2 separate regions of the Sus scrofa genome follow, and region 1 is linked to region 2. A link is a contact called in public promoter capture Hi-C data. All regions are on one chromosome and are shown on one strand. The core of a region is the stretch at or near the end of the contact, and the rest is flanking DNA. Distances in the headings are between cores, read along the strand shown. Region 1 has its middle 49 kb from the start of SMG1. Region 2 holds the start of COQ7 (5-demethoxyubiquinone hydroxylase, mitochondrial).

What was found. Promoter capture Hi-C pulls out the DNA fragments that hold promoters and counts their contacts.
Region 1: a promoter capture Hi-C map of liver shows a contact between it and region 2, with 5 times the contacts expected there. A contact is called at or near these places in 2 of 5 promoter capture datasets (fetal skeletal muscle and liver), 5 of 47 Hi-C or Micro-C datasets (blood, epiblast stem cells, liver and 1 more) and 1 of 2 datasets of targeted methods (alveolar macrophages).

The regions. Positions count from the first base shown.
Region 1 is chr3:26,602,399-26,606,406 of Sscrofa11.1, reverse strand. No RefSeq gene overlaps it. Among named protein-coding and RNA genes, the nearest start is that of SMG1, 49 kb to the left of the region's middle.
Region 2 is chr3:26,363,246-26,367,324 of Sscrofa11.1, reverse strand. COQ7 (5-demethoxyubiquinone hydroxylase, mitochondrial) reads right to left here and starts at 1,319. Exons shown (of 6, transcript XM_021086541.1): 1 at 1,182-1,319. The coding sequence starts at 1,254.

The DNA.
Region 1 (4,008 bases), core at 402-2,901, 240 kb before region 2:
TCCTCCACCTGGAATGTTGTTCCGTTAAGGTCTCTGCTCAAATGTCATCTGATCAGGGCCAGGCTGTGCCAACCAGCACCCACTCACCCTGCTCATAGTCACCACCCGCTTAACCACTTTAGCGTTAGTCACAGGACCGATCACCATTTGTATGTATATTGATATATCTACTTGTCAAGGAATTTATTGTATCTCCTCACACCTTTAGTAGGTTACAGGCTCCATGAGGGCAGCAGCTCGTGCCTTCTGGTCACTGCTGTTTCTCCAGTACCTAGAACCGGTGGAATATCTTGACATCTGTTTTTGCATGGCCTGCAAAAGTGGAAGGTATGAAAAATGGACACTTCAAACAAGCTCCTGGTGGCAATGTTATTCAAAAACCCAGTTTTCTGGGGGTTCCCACTGTGGTGCAGTGGGTTTTGGATATGGTGTTGCCAGAGCTGTGGCATAGGTTGCAGCTGCAGTCCTTGGCCTGGGAACTCCCATATGCTGCGGGTGCTGACAAAACCAAACCCCTGCCACATTTTTCTGGTAAACAATTTGGCTTGACTTTCTATGTGTCAATCCCAAGGATATTATCAACAGTCTAGACAAATATTTACAATAGAGATTGACAAATCTTTTCTTTTCTTTTTTTTTGGTATTTTTGTCTTTTTAGGCCACACCCGAGGCATATGGAGATCCCTGGGCTATAGCAGCCGCTGGCCTACATCAGAGCCATAGCAATGCCAGATCTGAGCCTTGTCTGAGACCCACACCACAGCTCATTGCAATGCTGGATCCTTAACCCACTGATCGAGGCCAGGGATCAAACCCGTGTCCTCTAACTGCTGAGCCAGGACAGGAACTCCGAGATTGACAAATCTTTTCTGTAAAAAGCCAGATCATAATTATTTGATGCTTTGGGGACATATAATCTCTCTTGCAACTACTCAGCTCTGCTAGGATAGCAGTGGTGGATAAGAAGGAAAAGAATGGGTGTAACAATAGAATTTTATTTACAAAATAGGCTGAGGGCTGGATTTGGCCCATAAGGCCATAATTTGTTGATTTAGATTTAGAATGAAATGTCATTTATAATGGCATATATTGAGAATATTTCTAAATAGTCAACCATTGGGGATTACTTAAAGCATACCACATCCATAAGATAAAAAATATGTAGCCATTTTTAAAAATGGTGTTTTCTAAGAAATCATAATGAACTGGGAGTTTGTTTAGAGCAGCATAGATGAGAATCAGGTTAGCCATTAATTAAGAGTTTGAACTTTGGAGTGAAAAACATCTAAACTTGATTCCAAATTTGGGCACTTACTGGCTATTTGACCCTGGGAAAATTGCTTAACTTCTGGTAAATCTTAATTTTTTTTTTTTTAAAGTGGGGACCAAAAAATGTATCTATCTTGCAATGTTATCGAGAGATATACAGCATAATGCCCAGTGTATAATAAGTGCTTAGCAAATAATTATTCTCAAATGGGGACATTCAAAATGGATTTATTTTTGTAATTTCATGAGTTGCTGGAAGCAAGCATTGCTGGGCAAGCCCTCTCAAAGTAGCTCCAGTTTCCGCAAGGCTAGGGGAGGTCTGTGATTGGTTCGTTTTGAGTCACATGACAACACCTTGGCCCAATCAGTGGGTCAGAAAGTCAAACTACAGCTGGATTGGCTCAGACTTGCCACTTGCTCAGATGTGCCTGCCCCTGCCACAGGGAGGATGGTGGTACAACCTGAACACCAATGGGTCTTTTCTAGGAGCACCCACGGTGTGGCAGACTGTTAGAGAAAGTGTCAGGTGGGTCCCTGTCCTGCTGGAGCTTGCAGTCTAGTACAGTCTTGGGGAACTTGCTAGACTTTAGCGTATAATAGGGTAGAGAAATTTCCAGAGTGTATATCCTGGAGCTCATATCCCGTTATTGCCCTGTGTTTCAGCAGGTGCGGAAATTATGGATACTCTTTCCATCCTTCGCCCACCCCCGTTTTTTCCTGACTGCACTCACAGCATGCCGAAGTTCCTGGGCCAGAGATGGAACCCACACCGCAGCCGTGGCAGCGCTGAATCCTTAACAGCTTGGCTACTAGGGAATTCCGAAGGGTCCTTGAAGTCTATATGATGCAGTGATTTATGGCATTAGGGGTTGAGTAATCTGCTGTGGTTTTCAAGCAGTGAGGGACTGTTTTTGAAAATCTAATTTTTCTCTTGCTTTTTCTGTTCCTTCTCATCCCCCGCATAAAACTTCATTCTGTGCTTTGTACTTTGTACTGTTTTACTTCTGTCTCTTCAAAATACTCCACAACTTTCTCCAATTATAACCACCTTCCATACCTGATGAGTTTCATCTGACATCTTTGTTTAACTCAGATTTTTACTTTTAGGTTTTTATTTTTCATTTTAGCACCATACCTGAGGCATATGGAAGTTCCCAGGCTAGGGGTCAAATTGGAACTGCAGCTGCAGGCCTACACTGCAACCACAGATATGCTGGATCTGAGCCAAGTCTGTCCGTCACCTACACTGAGCTTGCAGCAACTCTGGATCCTTAACTCACCTAACGAGACCTGGGATCCAACGTGCATCTCACAGAAACAATGTCAGGTCCTTAACCCACTAAGCAACCACAGGCACTCCCTCCTTTTTTTTTTTTTTTTTTTTTTGTAGTTTTATTGTATAATTGACTTACAATTTTCTAAGTTCCCCTTATACCTAATCCTTCCAAAATCAGTCTAGGGTATCCATTAAAAATCATATTGGTTGTTAGAAAATGCAGATTCTCTGGGCTCTGCCCCAGGCCTGTGGACTCAAATCTCTGGGAATGACTTCTTTTTAGGGCCACACCCACGGCATATGGAGGTTCCCAGGCTAGGGGTCCAATTGGAGCTGCAGTTGCCTGATGAGTTCCATCTGACATCTGACTCAGATTTTTACTTTTAGGTAAAAATTAGGATGTGAGCTGCATCTGCGACCTACACACAACTCACAACAATGCCAGATCCTTAACCCACTGAGTGAGGCCAGGGATTGAACAACCTCTTGGTTCTTAGCCGGATTCATTTCTGCTGTGCCACAACAGGAACTCCTGGGAGTGAGTTCTTTGTAAAGGTTATTCTAGTAAGATTTGCACAAGGGATTTAACCAGTAGGTAGACTGAGAAATCACTTGTCCGTATTGAATTTATTACGCTTGTGATCATATATTAATTATATGTGGATGAATACCTGTCTCCTCTGCAAGACCCTGAGCCTATGGACATAAGACTGTGTCCAGCACATTTTGCATATTTAATGGTGTATGATGGAGAAATGACCTACCCCCTGCAACGGGACGTGATGATGAGGATCTCCCAACTATCCAGCAGGTGGCGCAAGAGGCTAGGCCACAGTTGAGAACGAAAAACCTTGTAGTCTCATTCATTTAGGTAAGGGGTGGGTTTACATTTTTAAAAATTATGTTTGTGAACAAGTCCACAAATTTATGGAATAACTTCTGTTCACAAGACATTAAAATACTCTTGGGGAATCCTTTTAAAACTCAGTTAAAAATGGAGCCCAAAAGATGGTTTCTAAAATCCCCTTCTAGGCATGTGTGAGATCGACTGGGGGGATGGAGGGGAGCTTGAAAAGTCCTGTTCCTTTTTTTTTTTTTGTCATTTCTTGGGCCGCTCCCGCGGCATATGGAGGTTCCCAGGCTTGGAGTCTAATCGGAGCTGCAGCCACCAGCCTACGCCAAAGCCACAGCAACACCAGATCTGAGCCACATCTGCAACCTACAGCACAGCTCACGGCAACGCCGGATCCTTAACCCACTGAGCAAGGCCAGGGATCGAACCTGCAACCTCATGGTTCCTAGTCAGATTCATTAACCACCGCGCCACAACGGGAACTCCGAAAAGCCCTGTTCCTTGATCTGGGTGCTCGTTATACAGGTGTGTTCAGATTGTGAAAATGTATAAAGCTGAATGCTTAAAATAAGTGCGCTTTTATAATATTTCTATTCTTTTTCATTATAGG
Region 2 (4,079 bases), core at 70-2,569:
CTCAACAACAGAGCATTAAAATTCATGTTCAACAATCCTCTGGGTTTTGCCTGCACTCACACACTTAAAAATAAAACTGAGGCTCACTGCTAGAAGCTCTCAAATGCATCATTTTATATTCGTGTTTTCCCAAAATGTGAAACACATATCAACGATGTGTGACTTCAAATGGTTTATGGGACGATCTTAAGTGGCTATGCACATGCATTAAATAACACTCATGTTATTTAGTTATTCTCTTCCAATCCTTTTGCTTTCATCAACGAGGCTGTAAAGGTGACATAACTTGAACACTTCCTAACGCTTGTTAACCTCCCATTCTTACCAGAAAGACAGGTTCAAGCCTTGGTAGGCAGCAGTATCTAATACAACAACTTGTGTTCAGCGTATTTATTTTTTTTACAAGTACTTTACTTGGGACGTGCGATCCTGGTTCTCCGCTTACCGTAAAGATAGGGTTTCCGTGAAATCATTTAATTTAAAAACAGAACACGGTTTAATTTTTTAAAAAGTGATAAAAAATACAAGTGGTACTGCGATAATGCAACCATCCTGAAGGTGGTAGACGAATGACTTAACTTCCAGAAAACGACCTCACAATTTTGAGGCCGCTGGGACGAAATGAGGAGAGGAGCCAGGATCCAAGCCCAAGTCTCTCTCGATGCTCCACCAATTTCGTGCTTCTCAAAATATGCAAATGCATACGAAGCATTCGAAGGGCTAGTTAAAATACAGACATGGCGACTCAGTAGGTCAGGCGAGGGACCTGAGAAACCGCATTTCTACCAAGCTCCCTTGGGGAGCTGGGAAGAAGCCGACGCTGCGGATTATGGGAATACACCCACCCATGGGACGCTAAATTTTCAAGGTCGCCAACTTTGCTCAGCCTGGAACGCCGACCACACCTGCAGTGACGTCAGAGAACAGGTGTGCAATTAGGTCATTCCCCCAACCCGCTAACCCGGAACCGGCACCACAGAGCGTCACATCAGAAAACCACTCTCTTCCCGCCCAGCGGGCCGGCGACACATTACAAGCCTAGCCCTGCTTTTCCGCTCGCGCTCGGTCGCAGTCCCGTGACGTATAAACGTCTACGCCGTGACCTCTCCGACCCAAACCTCAGGAGAAAAGTTCATTGCTCGCCAGCCCAGCGCGGGGCAGCCATCGCTCTCACACTTTACCTGAAAGGGGCCGCGGGGCCCCCGTGCGCGGAAGCCACAAGCAGCGAGCCGCCACTGCCCCGGCGTAGCTCATGGCCCCGCAACAGGGTACCCACTCCTTGAATAGTGAGCCCAACTTGCCCTCGGCACTGACTGATGACGTACAGCTGGCGTAAGGCAGATGCAGCCCGCCTCTGCGTAGGTGGAAACGCCCCTAAGCGCCCAGCTTCCACTCGATTGGTTGGGAGTGTCAAATGGAAAGATCCTATTGGATCTGACCATTATCAATCACTCAGGAGCCCGGTGAAGGGTTGCCATGGAGATGAGAACGCTAAATTGTTCTTTAGAAGATAGCGACAGGATTACTACCTAACCTCCGTTCCTGGGAAAGAGGACCGTGAGGGAATTATTTACTGGCATAGCCATCATATTTTATGCTTTACCAGCATAGGAGACTTTTCTCTATTTGTAGCCTTTATCCACTTCCAGAAATTACATTCTGGAATTCAGTTCACTGCATGGTATCTCCAGGTATTTTGGGGGTTGACAGACGATTTTAAATTTCTTCTTAGCCCTTTTCTCTATTTTTTAAATTTTCTACAAAGAACATTATTAATATTATTATATCCACTTTACTGTTAGTGTGAACGTATTGATGCAAATTGGTTTCTTGACGAGAGGGCTGGGGAGGTGAGATTTAGCAACGTATTTCATAATTTTTTTTTTTTTCTTTTGGCCGCCACACAGTATATTAGCGCTCCCGGGCCAGCGATCAGATCCGGGTGGCAGTGGCGACCTTTGTTGCAGCTGTGGTAATGCCAGGTCCTTTAACCCACTATGCCAGGCTGGGGATTGAACCTGAGTCCTGGCACTGCAGATATCAATACCGTTGAGCCACAGCAAGAACTCCACGTATTTCACACTTCTAAAAGTTATTCACCAGTTCCCTGGTGGTCTAGTTGTTGGGACTCCTGGCTCTCACCACTGCGGCCCAGGATTCAACTCCTGCTCTGGAACTGAAATCAAAACTATATCCGGTCTGTTAATGTAGACTCATCAATTGTAACAAACCGTAGCACTCTGGGGGAATGTGGCAGCAGAGGGTATATAGGAAATCTACTTTCCTCACTTTTGCTGTGAACCTAAAACTGCTCTAAGAAAATAAACTAAGAAAAAATTTTGGTGGACATTTTAATAAATGCATATCCATTGATATAGCAATCCTCCTTCTACAACTCTATTGAACAGAAATAATTTTTTGAATGTGTAATCTGTATGAGGGCCAAAAAAAATCAAAGATGCACATCTGGAAGGATGTATAACAAAATGTCCAGTAATGGTAACTTCAGAGGGTTGGAGGTGAGAAGGGGGCTTTCATGTTCTACTTTACACCTTTGGATTATATGTATCTTTTATCCAAGTTATTGCAAAACATTTAAGGCGTTCCCAAGTGGCTTAGTGGTTCAAGGATCCATGTTGTCACTGCCGACTGCTGTAGTGTGGATGCCATCCCTAGCTCAGGAATTTCTGCATGCCTTGGGCATGGGTGGGGCCAAAAAATCCCCACATTTAACATACACTGCCATTGTAAAGTAATTGAAGTTGCTAATTGTTTTCAAATTACTTTAATACAGTGCAGGAATTTAATAGTTTATGATCAACTCTTATATAACTTTTTATTATTTTATTTGTCTCTCTAGGGCCACACCCTTGGCATATGGAAGTTCCCAGGTGGGGGGTCAAATTGGAGCTATAGTTGCCACCCTACACCACAGCCACAGCAACTCGGGATCCAAGCCACGACTGCGGCCAACACCACAGCTCGAGGCAAGGCCAGACCCTTAATCCACTGAGCGAGTCCAGGGATCAAACCTGCATCCTCAAGGATGGTAGTCAGATTGGTTACTATTGAGCCACTACGGGAACTCCTATATAAGTTTTTAAACCCAAATATCTGGTGAAGGTGAGGATGATATAACATTCTCATGTACAGCTCCTGAGTGTAAATCTGGCTCTCAAAAGCCTTAAAATATTCTAAACCTTGGCTATATAATCCCATTTCAGGTCTCTAAAAGAAAAAAAAATGGAAAAAAAATGTTGACGTAGACTTATGGATGTTGGAGTTATTTATTATCAGGAATATTTGGAAACAAAATATCAAGCAGCAAAGGAATGTTAAAAAAAATTGTGATCCATCTGCATGATATTATATTATGTAGCCCATTGAAGTACTTATAAAGAACTTTGGATAGGAGTTCCCGTCGTGGCTCAGTGGTTAGTGAATCTGACTGGCATTCATGAGGACTCAGGTGTGATCCCTGGCCTCGCTCAGTGGGTTAAGGATCTGGCATTGCCTTGAGCTGTGGTGTAGGTCGCAGACACAGCTCAGATCCCACGCTGCAGTAGCTGTGGCTGTGGCTGTGGCTGGCAGCTACAGCTCCAATTTGACCTCCAGCCTGGGAACCTCCATATGCCAAGAGTGTGACCCTAAAAACCAAAAAAAAAAAAAAAAAAACCAAAAAAACCCAAAAAACAAAACTTTGGATAAAATAAGAAAACAGTCATGAAAAAGAAATGAGAATATCATTTTTTTTCTTTCTTTTCTTTTCATTCTTCCTCCCTTTCTCTGCACTTTCTACCTTAAAAGGAATTTTGCCAAGATTACCAGCGGCTGTCCAAAAATGCTATTTTTTTCTCTATAGCTTTCAGTGTTCTCTGTATTTTCTATAATAAACAAGCAGTTTTGCAATGAGAAAACATTTCACAAAAAGCTTATTATTTCCTAATTCGGTCCTCAAAAATAAAAGTCAGTCTCTGTATTATTGTTATTTTTTGTCTTTTGTCTTTCTAGGCTGCACCTGCCGGCATATGGAGGTTCCCAGGCTAGGGGTCTAATCGGAGCTGTAGCTGCCAGCCTAC